Linked DNA regions of Mus musculus: all the other regions are linked to region 3. Evidence: chromatin contacts called from public HiChIP or PLAC-seq and Micro-C data. All regions are on one chromosome and are shown on one strand. The core of a region is the stretch at or near the end of the contact, and the rest is flanking DNA. Distances in the headings are between cores, read along the strand shown. Region 1 overlaps Gm33444 (a long non-coding RNA gene). Region 2 holds the start of Sptlc2 (serine palmitoyltransferase, long chain base subunit 2). Region 3 holds the start of Samd15 (sterile alpha motif domain containing 15).

The links. Hi-C and Micro-C count contacts between places; a contact is called where the count stands out from the background. HiChIP or PLAC-seq counts read pairs in DNA pulled down with a chosen protein or histone mark.
Region 1: a Micro-C map of embryonic stem cells shows a contact between it and region 3, with 2.5 times the contacts expected there. The contact joins the enhancer-like site here to the promoter of Samd15 in region 3. A contact is called at or near these places in 5 of 39 promoter capture datasets (the HPC-7 cell line, cranial neural crest, embryonic stem cells and 2 more), 4 of 484 Hi-C or Micro-C datasets (CD4 T cells, embryonic stem cells and natural killer cells), 3 of 115 datasets of contacts at active chromatin or transcription factors (bone marrow-derived macrophages and embryonic stem cells) and 2 of 9 other capture datasets (adipose tissue and liver).
Region 2: a contact with region 3 is called in an H3K4me3 HiChIP or PLAC-seq map of embryonic stem cells, with 20 read pairs. The contact joins the promoter of Sptlc2 here to the promoter of Samd15 in region 3. A contact is called at or near these places in 4 of 39 promoter capture datasets (the HPC-7 cell line, hippocampal neurons, neural stem cells and 1 more), 10 of 484 Hi-C or Micro-C datasets (CD4 T cells, CD8 T cells, LSK cells and 5 more), 11 of 115 datasets of contacts at active chromatin or transcription factors (the SCID.adh cell line, bone marrow-derived macrophages, effector CD8 T cells and 3 more) and 4 of 9 other capture datasets (adipose tissue, embryonic stem cells, liver and 1 more).

What each region holds. Positions count from the first base shown.
Region 1 is chr12:87,406,947-87,411,066 of GRCm38.p6, reverse strand. It overlaps Gm33444 (a long non-coding RNA gene), which reads right to left. Exons shown (of 3, transcript XR_381803.4): 2 at 2,700-2,937; 3 at 1-2,060. Among named protein-coding and RNA genes, the nearest start is that of Sptlc2, 21 kb to the right of the region's middle. Within about 2 kb of position 2,641, at least 155 of the 459 cell types and tissues checked have an H3K27ac peak or open chromatin away from gene starts, as enhancers often do. A contact at or near this core is called in the HPC-7 cell line, adipose tissue, bone marrow-derived macrophages and 2 more, where this site is marked.
Region 2 is chr12:87,386,092-87,390,808 of GRCm38.p6, reverse strand. Sptlc2 (serine palmitoyltransferase, long chain base subunit 2) reads left to right here and starts at 2,454. Exons shown (of 12, transcript NM_011479.4): 1 at 2,454-2,763. The coding sequence starts at 2,638. Gm33444 (a long non-coding RNA gene) reads right to left here. Exons shown (of 3, transcript XR_381803.4): 1 at 3,131-4,717.
Region 3 is chr12:87,197,358-87,201,939 of GRCm38.p6, reverse strand. It overlaps Samd15 (sterile alpha motif domain containing 15), which reads right to left and starts at 1,432. Exons shown (of 4, transcript NM_001290288.2): 1 at 1-1,432. The coding sequence starts at 1,397. It overlaps Tmed8 (transmembrane p24 trafficking protein 8), which reads left to right and starts at 1,711. Exons shown (of 6, transcript NM_001033475.3): 1 at 1,711-1,854. The coding sequence starts at 1,737.

The sequences.
Region 1 (4,120 bases), core at 1,392-3,891, 210 kb before region 3:
GTTCTCGGTCCCCTCCCTGGATGCAGCTTTGCTGACCCGGACTGAGGTCCTCACCGTGCCCACCCCACCCCTACCACTTGATATATCTCTGAGGATGACCTTGAACTCCTCCTCATCCTCCTGGCCCCACCCCTTCACTATTGCAGCCTCGGTTGACCTAGGACTTGCTAAAATATTATTTATACGAGTACACTGTAGCTGTCTTCAGACACACCAGAAGAGGGCATCAGATCCCATTACAGATGGTTGTGAGCCAAACATGTGGTTGCTGAGAATTGAACTCAGGACCTCTGAAAGAGCGCAGTCAGAGCTCTTAACCGCTGATCCATCTCTCCAGCCCCCTAGAACTTGTTATATAGACCAGAACTTGCAGTAGTCCTCCTGCCTCTGACCCCAGCGTGTATTTGAACTTCAACTCCCACAGTAAATGGTACAACTACACTTTGGAATCAGCCATGGGGTAGATTTCCTCTTACTCCACAACGAGGTAAATGGAAAGACCACATCACTTCTCAGGTTCTTTCTGAACACATTTCAGGCCTGGGCAGACCTTCTCACATCAAAGTGGGAGTGTCCGGGAACCCTTGCACCCTGAACTCAGTTGAATACCAAGCAACATCCAGATGGACTGAGAACATGTGCTTACGAAGCAAGAGTCAGCTAAGCAAGGAAAAACAAACGCCCTCAGCACTCAGGAAGCAGAGGCAGGAGGATCACTGCAAGTTCATGACCAGCCGGGTCTACCTAACAAGTTCCAGACCAGCCAAGGCTACAATAGCGGTGGGGGCGGGGGTGGGGGGTGGAAAGCTGGAGGAACAGAAGTTCAAGAGTACCCTCAATAGATTAAGTCCCAGGCCAACTTGGACTGCATGGTATTCTGTCATGAAAAAACAGAACGTAAAAGAAATGTCTTTTTAAATGTAAAAACGAGAGATAGCAGAGAGCTTATTGGTGATTTCTGTGGTGGTCCACACAGAGAGAAGTCACGAAATGCAATGGAGCTGCCCATAAGCCAAGGGAAGACTTCAGAATAAAACCTTACCAGGCCCTTGGTCTTGGGTTTCTAGCCTACAGAGCTGTGAGTAAGAAGTTGCCAGTGCGCCGGGCATGATGGCACACGCCTTTAATCCCAGCACTTGGGAAGCAGAGGCAGGCGGGTTTCTGAGTTCGAGGCCAGTCTGGTCTACAAAGTGAGTTCCAAGACAGCCAGGGCTACACAGAGAAACCCTGTCTCGAAAAAACCAAAAAAAGAAAAACAAAAGAAAAAAACAAGTTAAGTGCCAGTGCCTGAGCCCTTCCATTTGTGTTTATTTATTTTATTACTGCATCCCAGAAAGGCTAAGCTCTCTGCACTTCAGGTCCTGGTAGCACCCCGCTGTTTCACCCTGACTTACTACTTCCTGTGGACTTCTCAGCTCTTCTATCAACAATTCCTGGCATTAACCTCGCTCTGTTTGGAGTAGTTTTTGTACTGATATCCTTTTTCTTGGTTGGACCTGTTGTGACTGACTGCCCTCTAAGCAGAGCCACTGCCATCATGGGGAAACTCCAGCCGGTGCCCCTTTGCACAAGGATCACCCATCCCAGCTGGGGTTGTTGACACAGGGGGCCTGGGGATGGTCACCAAGGCCCCCATCTTGAGTATTCAGTTGTTCCCTAGCACTTGTTATATGCAACCACGCCTTAATTGTACACAGCTTCTGGGAGGGGCTAGAGTATAGGGGGCGGGGCTCATCCTTGCTGGATAAAGCCTTTCCAGGTACAGCCTGTTGCCCAGAGCAGCAACCACACCCTGTAAGTGACTCGTCATCCCTGAAGCACAATAGACTTGCTGGTTCCCCAGTTTTTCTTTGGAGCCTTAGAAGGGGCATATGTTCTTTCTCCTTCTGGGAAGAAGTTTTAGCAACAGGACCACTTATCATTCTTGCAGGCATTCCATGAGCTGTCCTCCATTTAATTATAGTCATGGGAAATACAATGTGATACCTAAGATTGAATTCTAAATCAGCGCTGCGAATGCATCTCAGTGGGTAGCACTTGGTTGGTATAAGATGTCAGCACTGCAAAAAAAATAAAATAAAAAAATAAAAAACAATTATACTGGCCCACATTTGAAGCTTGATTGCATCCATTTGCCAACGGTATTGTATTAGTTTCCCCATGCCTCATTTTTCTCATCTGCAGAATGGGGACAATCCCAAAAAGCCATCCAACAGAGCAAAGAGTTTTTGCCTTAGGTGTGAACCAATAAAATAGGAGAAAGGACAGAGGCTGGAGAGAAGGTGACAGTGTAACTTCCAGTGTTCTCATAATTCACAAGGTAGATGGGTGCTCTCTGGCAACACTATGGTCTCTTGGGATGTGGCCTAGAGATATGATTATAGTCCTCCACAATGCTCAGAGCAGTGACTAGAAAGTATGGAACTCTTCATAAGTCACAGTGTTCTTGGTTTTGTAATTCCACAGAATTCCTTACATGAAGCCTGTCCTTTCTTCCACGCCTCCCAAGGCGAGCCCTGATCTTGTCTTTGGTGTCTGAGCTTTTTCCAAAGGATTTGGAACTCCTCTTCCCTTCCCTCCTCCCTCTTACACACCCAACGTTGACCCTAGTGTTTGACCTGATCTCTCATCCAAAGGAAGTGCTCAGAACTCCAGAACAAAGGTCAACAGGCCATTCCGGTAAAGGGCTAGGCACTCACTGTCCCTAACAGGTCCAGCAGTTGGAACATTGTCCTTCCTTGTTCTTTCCAGCATAAAAACGAATCCATCGGTAACAATTCCGTGGAATAAAGGCACAACAGAAGTGCACAAGTTCCTTCCTCTTGCATGATCCTCTTAGCGTCCGTGCATTTGTGCGTGTGCACTGCGGGTCCTCAACCTGTGGCTGAAGTGTTTCCCGTGCGGTGGCTCTTTCTCCAGAGAGGCTGCGACGTCAATCTACAAGAATGCAAAGGAGGAGGAGGGAGGGTTGCCAGCCAGTCTCTGTTCCCAGAAACCACGCCTGCTGCACTGAGATCTGGCGTCCCTGATGATTTCCTTCCTCATGTGCATCCTCTATCCTCCTCCTGTTTCACATGCAGAGGCCCCTGAGCCGTGCTGGAGATGGTGCCCTTCTCCCCTGGTCCCCCTGCCGGTCCCCTTTCAAAGGGTCACGGGAGGATTCTGCCACCCTCTTCTCTGGTCTCTGCAAGAACCGCTGTCAAGGCTAACCCAAATCTGTTTCAGTGAACTTTCTAGAGAGAAAGGTTGTCGCCATTAAGTGCCTAGGAACGCGTAAAACAGGCAGTCCCTTTGCGATGGAAGCCTAAAATAACTAGCTGACCTAATTTTCACCCTCTGTGGGGAGCAGAGAACCATTGGGGGTGGAAAGACCTTGTCCTCGGTTTCCTGGTGACAATGTTTTCTAGTCTAGACCTATTCCCTTCCTTCCTCTTTTATCATTGTTCTTCCTTATTCCTCAGTCAAATCCTTAAGAACCTGGAAATGGGTCAGGCAGTGGTGGCGCACGCCTATAATCCTAGCACTTGAGAGGCAGAGGCAGGCAGATTTCTGAGTTCGAGGCTAGCCTGGTCTACAGAGTGAGTTCCAGGACAGCCAGGACTACACAGAGAAACCCTGTCTCGAGAAACAAAACAAAACAAAACACCCCAAAGAACCTAGAAATGAAGCCTATCCGGTAGAGGACCTCTTAGCCTATGCATGAGTGTGGCGCGTGCGTCCACGCACGCGCGCGCGCACACACACACACACACACACACACACACACACACACACACACACACGGCAGGAGGATCAGAAGTTCAGGGGTCATCCCTGACTACATAGTGATATCCAGCAGCCTGAACTACAATGAGATTCTGTTTCAAAAGGGACTGAAATTGTCCCCTTAATTGTCACAACTTGTGGGTTGTGACCCCTTAAGAGGTCAAATGACCCTATCACAGGGGTCACCTAAGACCATGGAAAATACACATACTTACATTCTGTTTCACAATAGTAGCAAAATTACAGTTATGATGTAGCAACAAAAATAACTACAGTTGGGGGGTCACCACTACAGGAGGAACTGGTTTTTTTTTTTTTTTTTAAGCATTTATTTTTATTTATACACTGTAGCTGT
Region 2 (4,717 bases), core at 1,205-3,704, 190 kb before region 3:
ATTACAGATGTTTGTGAGCCACCATGTGGTTGCTGGGATTTGAACTCAGAACCTTTGGAAGAGCAGTCAGTGCTCCTCCTCTTTCTTTCTTTCTGTCTGTCTTTCTTTTTTTTTCTTTCCTTCTTTCTTTGCTTTTCTTTCTTCTTCTCCTCTTTCTCCTCCTCCTCTTCCTTCTTATTCTTCAAAAGGTTGCCCTTCTATTTTATTTAACTTCATGTATATCTTTTCAGGGCATCCGATTATTGGTAAAGATGCTCATGATCTGCCAGGTAGGTTTAGGCACTCAAATCTTCATCCTCTGGAAGAGCAGCCAAAACACTGAGCCATCTCTTCATGCCATATCTTGATTTTTGAAAGTAAGCTTCATAAGGCATACACTTCTTTGTGTGTCCATGTGTTTACGTGTATGTGCATGACAGTCAGATGTCAGCATCGGGTATCTTCCCTAATTGTTCTCTACTTTTCTTTTTCTTCTTTTTTTCCTTTCTTCTTTCCTTCCTTCTTTCTTTCTTTCTTTTTTTTTTTCAAGAATGGGTTTCTCTGTGTAGCCTTGGCTATTCTGGACCTGTTCTGTAGACCAGGCTGGCCTGAACTCACAGAAATCTGCCTGCCTGCCTCTGCCTCCTGAGGGCTGGAATCAAAGGCATATGCCACCATCACCCATCATCTCTACCTTATTTTTGAGACAGGGTCTTTGCCTGACATTGGAACTCACCAATTCAGTTAGACCAGCTGGCCAGAGAACTCTAGGAACCCTTTCATCTCTGTGTCCTAAGCATGGGGATTTTAACTAGATGCTCAAAATCTGGACTTAACTCCTCTTGTTTTCCTGGTAGTATTTCACTGATTGAGTTACTTATCCCCACCCCATCATGTTTAAGACAGGGACTCCTATATCCCAGGCTAGCTTGGACAGGTTATATATACAAAGATTATCTTGAACATCTACACTCCTGCCTCTACCTCAGGAGTGCTGAGACTGTATCAATGCATTACTATGCTTAGCTTAAAGGCATACAGAGCTTTTTTTTTTTTTTAAAAAAAAAACTTTTAAAAAGGAGATTTTAATTTATGTCTGTGAGTGTCTTGTCTGCATGTATGTATGTGCACCAAGTTTGTGTCTGGTGCCCTGGGAAATCAGAATAAGGCTTTGATTCCTCTGGCACTGGAGTTATAGATAGCTGTGAGCCACCATGTGGGTGCTAGAACCAAATCCAGGTACTCTGGACAAGCAGTGTCCAGTACTTCACTGCTGAGCCATCTCTCCAGGCCCCATAGAGTTCTTTTTGATTCTCGTGTTCACTTTTGAGATCAAAGGGTTTGTGACTTGAAAGTTTTGTCCTTGCTCCACTTGCTGTTAAGAGTACCTCTTCTAAATCAAGCAAAACAAATAACCTTGCCAACGCAGTTCTAAAGCTCCAGGGGAGAAGGGGTTGTGTGACACAGGGATTCACACAGATGCATTCGGCAATTAATAATAACCAGCACTTAATGAATACTTACTAATTGCCAGGTCCTAAGCAAAATACATTACAGGCATTAACTCATTAGATTCTCTTATGGCAACTGTTATTATCCCCCTGAGCAGAGGAACATAGAGGTCACTCAGCTAGTAGGTGAGGCAGCCAGGATTCAAACCTAGACTGAGTCATACTCTTAATTATGACATTGATTTTTTTTTTTATGGGTAACTAAAGGTCTTTGTAATGCTGAAATGTAGATCAATTTCTTTTGCTACTGATTTGGATTAGGTATTGTGATAGGTGTCCAGCGCTTTACTAATGTAATTCTGGCAAATGAGTCCATGAAGCAGGAAGAATTTTAAAAGAACTTGGCTCCTAAAGGAGTTAATTCCTCAAGTTTCAGTTTCAGTTATCACAAGATCTGGAAACAGATCAAGTCTCCTGACTTTCAAGGAAAGTCTTCAAAGGAAATTGCCCTAGGAAAACCCGGATAGAAACAAGTGATGTGCGCGCGAGGCGTTCGCGTAGTTCACAATGAAGAACAGTGAGAGACTGTCAAAAAGGCTATTCTATTAACACCCACAGAGGAATTTGCTAATGAAATAAAGGAGCTGCCTGTCTTGGGCTCGGATTCAACCTGAGAACCTCTCGGGAGGAAGGGCACAGAGGGCAACCACCACCAGTGCTAGAGAACCGGGAACAGGCTCTGGAAATAGGCTCAGCCCCTGTTTCTTTCTCCACACTCTAATTGGCTGTTCCTTTCCGGGCTCCGCCTCCTTCTCAACCTGGACCAGTAGGCGGCAAAGCTCCACCTACGACCTGGCTAGGGCTCCAATCAATTGCTCAGTTCTCGAGTTCCTCTGAAGAAGTCCCCTTGATGTCTGCAAGCCGCTTTTCCCTTGCTCTTAATTCGCCAGAATCAGCATGAGATCCGCCCCTCTCGCCTTTGGATTGGTCAATAGCCGATAGACCCCGCCCCATGTTCCCTCCGGCTGCCGGGCTTCGGCGAGCCCCGTCTTCTCGGGTGGCCCCGCCCTCGCGTGACGGCCGGACCGGGAATTGGCAGCGGCGCTGCAGCCATTTCCGGTTTCGGAGAGGTGGGTGCGGTGCGGAGCGGGAGTTGGCTCCGCCGCCACCTCCAGAGCCTGTCCTGCTGCCGGGTGCTGCCGGGAGGATGCGGCCGGAGCCCGGAGGCTGCTGCTGCCGCCGCCCGATGCGGGCGAACGGCTGCGTCAAGAACGGGGAAGTGAGGAACGGGTACTTGAGGAGCAGCACCGCCACCGTCGCGGCTGCCGGCCAGGTACGATGGGATCGAGAGGCTGGGCGAGATCGGGGCGGTGGGCCGGGACCCCCGCGAGCCGATGCCCGGGCTGGGCCGGGCCGGGCCGGGGAGGACGGGCAGCCGCGCGGGCCGGTCAGTGGCCGGCTGGCGGCTGGGCGCGGCTCAGGTGTGCTGAGCGACGGGGAGCCGGCGCTGGCTGGGCCTCCCCCCTGAGCGGGAGGGAGACTCAAGGGCAGCGCGGGACTCTACAACTATGTGGGGCTCCCTCACCGTGAGGGGCTCCTCGGTTCTGCCCGCTTCTCCAGTTATTCGAGCCTTCCCAGTACTACCCGGCTCCGCAGCGATGAGCTGTGGTTCTCTGCCCTGCGGGGGTCCCAAGGTTTACCTGGTTTCTTAGGTGTGCGGTGTCCCCTAGTTCTGCCTGGCTCTCCAGCCTCCCGGGGCTCCTCAGCCACGCGGGACTCCTGAGGTCTGCCCGGCTCCTCAGCATTTGCTGTTCTGAAGGGCCCTGGAGGCTGGGCTTCCTCTGCAAGTCTCTGGTTCTTAACCATGTGGATCACGCAAAAAAAAAAAAAAAAAAGTGCAGGCCGCTCCTAGTGGGAAGCAGAGGAAATCTTTCCCTCGAAGTCCGGCGATACTTTCTCGGGTTCCTGCCCGGGTCCCCTCGAGTACATGCTTCCTGTAGAGTCTTGCAGCCCCAAAAGGAAGCTGACGCTCTGAGAAAGTTAGGCAGTGCAGTTGTGGAAGCACAACCGGACAGCCTCTTCCTATCACGTTCTGGACTTCCTTTATGGGGAAAACCTTGGCAGGGAACCTCCTCGGGGGTCTTGTCTTGAAAATTGTCCCGTTGTGCGATTGGTGAGACCCCCATCCCACCATCCAGATAGGATTTTAGGTGGCCCCTTCACGGCGCAATAGAGCTATCGTGGAGGGCGTTGCTTAATCCAGTGGTAAGTTGTCATGAGTCCTTGTATTAATTAACTGAAGTTGAATCATCAACCATATCCATGAACTTCTAAACTATCTTACAGAATTCTGAATTCCTAGCAGTATTTTGCTTGTTTCCAGACATGGTTTCTCTGAGTAACAGCCCTCTCAGGCTGTTCTGCTTTGTAGACTAAGCCTGACTTCCAACTTAAAAGAGATCTGCCTTTGCCTCCCAAGAGCAACTAAGACCCCAACACCTGGCTTTCCTGACAGTTTTATTTATTTATTTATTTTCTGAGACAGGGTTTCTCTGTGTAGCCCTGGCTGTCCTGGAACTCACTGTGTTGACCAGGCTGGCCTCGAACTCACAGACCTGCCTCTGCCTCCCAAGTGCTAGGATTCAAGGCATGTGCTACTCTACCCCCTGGCTCCTGGCAGTATTTTTTAAACCAATTATGCAAATATCGGGAAGAATGGTTTTAAAAGTTGCTCGTTCCCCTTAGCAGGAGTGTGATTGGTGTAGTTTTGATAGGTCAGTGACCCTATTTCATCTTCAACATAGATACTAAGCAATAGCAACCTGTCCCCTACCTGAATCAGTAACTCTGATAGATGTGTTAATCCTGTGGTATGAAAGGGTTATCTTCAAGTCTTATGACCCTGGGGGAGAGTTGAGGGTTAGGAGTGGGAGTGCACAGAAAAGACTTGGCCTCCCTTGAGTGTGTAAGGTGTTTAAGAGTCAAAAGATTGCTTTCAAAAAGAATTGTGTGAGAGGAGGTGTGTTAGGAGTCAGTTTGCAGTCTGAGTTTGATATGACTTGTTTGTAATCCCAGCCCTCAGGCAGGTATATCTCTGAGCTCAGGCTGGCCTGGTCTGCATAGTGGGTTCTAGGACAGCAGGGCGATGAGGGACCCTGCCTCCAAAAAACGGGGATGTGGGGAGGAGTCAGTCTGTTATGAGCCATGAAAGAATGTGCTGTTTTCCCTAGAAGTGTAAAATGGCTAATGAGCAACGTTGTGGAGGTATAGAATGTATCTGGGAGGTT
Region 3 (4,582 bases), core at 183-2,682:
TCTTTACGTCCTAGTAGCTCCACCTCCTGGGGTAACACTGTAGAATCCCTCAGTTCTGTCTGAGACTCTGAAGCATCAACGATTGGGAACAGTTCGTTCATGTCAGTCTGAAGGTCTTTGAGGAACTCCTGGGTTTCGTACAATGTACTGAAGGACTCTACGCTTTCTCTAGGAGATCCTACTATAAACTCAGTTTTAATCTTGGCTGGTAATGCTAGCTTATCTTTGCCTGCAGGATAATTAGGTTTGCTTGATTCTGGTTTGTCTTCCTTGGGGAGGTCTCTCTCCTCTTCTGGCTTGGGTTTATTTGGTAACTCTAGATTTTTCTCGGTTGGTTCTGGCTGCGACTTCTCTTGAATGTCTGGATCAGTTATCTGCTGTGGCTTGTCACCCGTTTTCTCCGTTGTCTTTATTAGTTTCTCCTTTGGAAATTCAGTCTGTGTTTGTAGCCCCGGGTCCTTGTCCTTACTTGGCTCTATTAATGTGTCCTTTAATTTAGACCTTTCACTTGATTTTCTCAGCTTGTGCTTTTGAGCTGATGGTTTCCGGTCCCCTAATGGTTCTGGAACTTTCTCCTTAATGGACTCTTCTTGTGTCTCCTCTTGGTCATCTAGTAGTTCTACAGTAATCTGTTCTAGCATCTCTGGAAATTTTTCATCAAAAGAGCTTTTTTGTGCTTTCTTTGAAGCCTTTAATGGTCTCTTTTGTGAGAGTTCTAGACTTGCTTCATCAATGGGTCTTCTTGATTCTTCTTCAAAATCCTCCAGTGGCCCTGAGACTTTCTTTTTAGTTGACTGTCTTAGTTTTTTGTCTGGGAACTTAGTCTGCTCAGGTTGCTCTGTGCCTGACTGCTCTGTGGACTTGAAGTGAGGTTTGAGATCTGCTTCCTCAGTAGACTTCCTTAGCTTCCGGTCTGGGAACTTAGGTTTAGTTACCTCATATGGCTCTGTACTTTTTTCTTTAATTGACTCTTTTTGTTTCTTTTCCGATTTGGTCATCTTGGATGGAGGTAGAGCTTCCTCTTCAACTGATTTTCTTAGTTTTTCACTTCGAATATCTGGTGTCTTCTGCTCTGGATCTATTTTTGTTGGTAGCTGTGTACCTGTTCTTGTAGGTGGTCCTTTGAACACACCTACTGAAACGTCCTGTCGTTGTAGGTCTGGCACCTCATGATTTTTACCTACGGGCACCAAATCCCCCTTGCGTGTCCTGGTTGGCTCTAGTGGCACATTTCCTACATTTCCTGGGTCTCGGTCAGTATTTGGGGACAGCTTAGAGCTTACCTCAAACAAGGTGTCTGCGTTAGCATTATGTAATTTACCAGATTTGGTTCTTTTAGGCTGCAGACTCAGACTCTCATCGGAGTCAGAATTATAATCTCCTGAGACTTCAGACATGTCAGTCGATGCGCCCAAGGCCTCCTAGCAACCTCAACTTCCGACAGCGTCTCTATGGATACCACGATTTCCGGCGGGGTTTTCCAGACTCTTCCCGAGATTTTGTCGATCCTTCCAAGTGCGGACTGTAAAAACCGGCGACCGAAAAAGCACGCCCCCCCCCCCCCCCGCCCCTCTCACGTGTCAGGCCAGCGCTACCCTCTGCCGCCCAGCCGCTCCTTCCGGCCCGTGGCTCGCTTCGGCTCCGCTCGGCTCTCCTCTGCCGCGCTCGCTTCGCCTTCGGCTGTTTCCGGAGCCGCAAGCCGCTGGCTGCGGAGCCGCTCCCGGCGCGGGCTGCAGATGTCGGACCGGCAGGCAGCTGAGGGGCCGGCCTTCTGGAGCCCCGCAGCTCGCCGAGGGTCGGCGGGCGGCGTCGGGGACCGACGGGGAGTGGAGGAGAGCCAGGCGGCCGCCTCAGGTACGCAAGGCCCCGGGCGCTGCAAGGGTGGGTGCCTCTGGGCTCGGGGCCGCGCACCTCGGGCGACCGGGGTCCCCACCGTCACGGGGCCCGCGGCTGCGCTCGAGGTCGTTTTCTACGCGGTTTGGAAATGCCCTGGTTCCAGTCCCGCTCCCTTTCTCGGAGCACCCGGCTTGGCAGTCCGGCTCCTTCCGCCGCGCCTCTTTGGCTTCAGTCGGGGTCCGCATCCCACCTCCATTCCCGCCGCTCTCACCCCTGCCCCTGTCTTTGGCTCTCCGCGCGACCCCACCTGCCTTTCCGCGCGCTCCTGCCGGCGTCTGCTGGGGCGCCCGCCTTCCTCTCAGAACCCCGCTTTGCCCTAGCGTAGGCCCCCGCGCCCAACCTCCGTCCCTTGCATCCTTGAGAGTGGGAGAGATGGAAAGCAGCCAGAATAAGGAGGCTTTGAGGTCTCGAAGGAGCCTGATAGTGAAAGCAAAGGCAGGAACTAGAGGCTGCAGTAGAAATTTTGGTGATGTCTCTCGTTCTCCGAGATCCACCCCTCCTCTTGCTTGGGCCGGTGTCTCCATTTCAGACCACACAAGTTCCTTCGTGTGATTTTACTTAAGTGTCCAAAAGCTATAGGCACAGTCTATCGCGCTGTTACCTTTCAGCCTTGTGACCATCACAGGGGCGTGCGACTAAAAGGATACTTTAGAGGGGAGAGATCTGGTCACACTAAGTGCAAGTGATTGGTTTTATCGAGATCTCAAAGTAGCTGTCACAGTGACTGAGGTACTGCTGTGGATTCCTGATGCTTAGTTGGAATGTGAATCCTCACTTTTAGTGCCCTTGGACAATTGGTTAAACTTCTCTAAACATGTCTGAGTTTCCTCTTGTATAAGATGTGGGTTCTAAAAGTACCTGTGCCTTACAGCATCGGTGGGAGGATCGTGAGCCACTGTGACTAAAGTACTTGATGTGCAACCCAAGATGCCCGCTGTACAAAGCAATTGGAGGAGATTAAAGTCTGATTTAGTACAACTAAATTACTAGAAAAGGTATTCCTGGTTGCTATCTTTCAACATAGTGGCTTTTCTCCATGCCCCTGGTGTGTGGTGCTGCACGAGCACCCCTCCCCCCCCAGCTGTGAATCACGGACAATATTTTTATTGAAAACATCCTAATACATTTTGTCTTTTCTATTTTTAAGGGTTTTTTTTTTGTGCTCTGTGGTAAACAATGCTAACATATATTTGATATTATGGTAATAAAAATTCTAATTAGGGTGGGATGTAGTTAAGCGGTAGAGTTCATTTTCGAGGCCCTGGGTTAGTCCCTAGTGCTACCAAGAAAGAAAAGGGGAAAAAAATTAAGTGTACTTTCTGAAAGATTATAAAGATTAAACATATAAGCCCTTATACAGGTATATGTTTTATAAGCACCTGTCCCTTATATGTGCCAATAATTATAAATTACATACACATTAACTTGTCTTTCATTTTCTCACTTTGTGGTGAACATACCCGAGTGTCTTTGCTTTATATCAGATCTATTTTCTAACATATTCCTGGAGTGCTCTTAACACCTTGTGTTTCAAATGTTTGTTGGGTGGGAAGTTCTGCAAATATCTGGCTGAATCTGGAGGTGAAGGTAACAGTGCAAAGATTTGACTGAACATCCAGTAATAACCAAGGATGCTCCTTGGGGTAGAGTGGTGGATCTTAACCAGGAGCAATTTGACACCCCAGGAGACATCTGGCAACATCTGGCAACATTTTTGGTTATTGGAGCTATAAGCAGCTATTACAGCCAAACTATAAGCCATAGGCTATTAAAAGGTCCTTGGCCTGCAGGTCTACCTCACGTGTTAGAAATGCTGCATTCGAAAGAAACTCAGGCCTGGACTTAAGCTTCGTCTCTGAAGCTCGGGGGCAATGCTACTTTAGTGGGGTTTTATAGACTCCGGAGTGAAACTTTAAAACTGCTCAAAATTGGGAGTGTGCTGCCACTTCCCAGTAGAAAATGAGCTGAGTTAACGTAGAGACACTAAAAAGGGAGGAGACAGAAAGACGCTTTTTGTTATCTTAGAAAACAGCAGGGGAAAATGAGTGGATATTCATTTGTTATTGAACTGAGGGTTTGAGTCTTTCAGTGTACTTTATTCCTTCAGGAGTTTGTCAGTATGCAGAATAACAAGAAAGAATGTGTTTTTACCATGCAGCACCGGTATTTGTTGCTGAGGTTTTGGTAAAAGGAAGGATGTATGTTTGTGTAAGCCAAAGTCTCTAGTGGTCATGGTGTTCCTAGAGTCTTAGGAACTGTGATTGTTTTTTAATTTTTTTTTTTTTTTGGTGTTTTTTGTTTTTTATTTGGGGGCACCTGGGTTCTTCTTTTCCCCAGAGGAGAATCATTCCTTATATCATGAAACTCTCTGAGGAATACGTATTACATCACTTAAAGGCAGGTTTTTTTTGAAGTCTACAGAGCCCTGGGGTACTGGGGTGGGGGTGGTTTTGTGCACTGTGTATTCAGATGCCGATTGCTGTGCCCAGAGATCTGGTTGCAGTTTGGACATTGACAATGTCATGATATTTGGAGCAACTCCTGTCTCGGTGATGTGTGATAATTCTTTTCCATCTCCCCTGATTGATTAACAGTGAGCTGATTCAGCCTATAGCTGGGCAGAAGAGGGTAGGGCGGGACTTCTGATTCCAGTCCGGAGTCGCAATTGAAAGGGAAGAATGAGAGA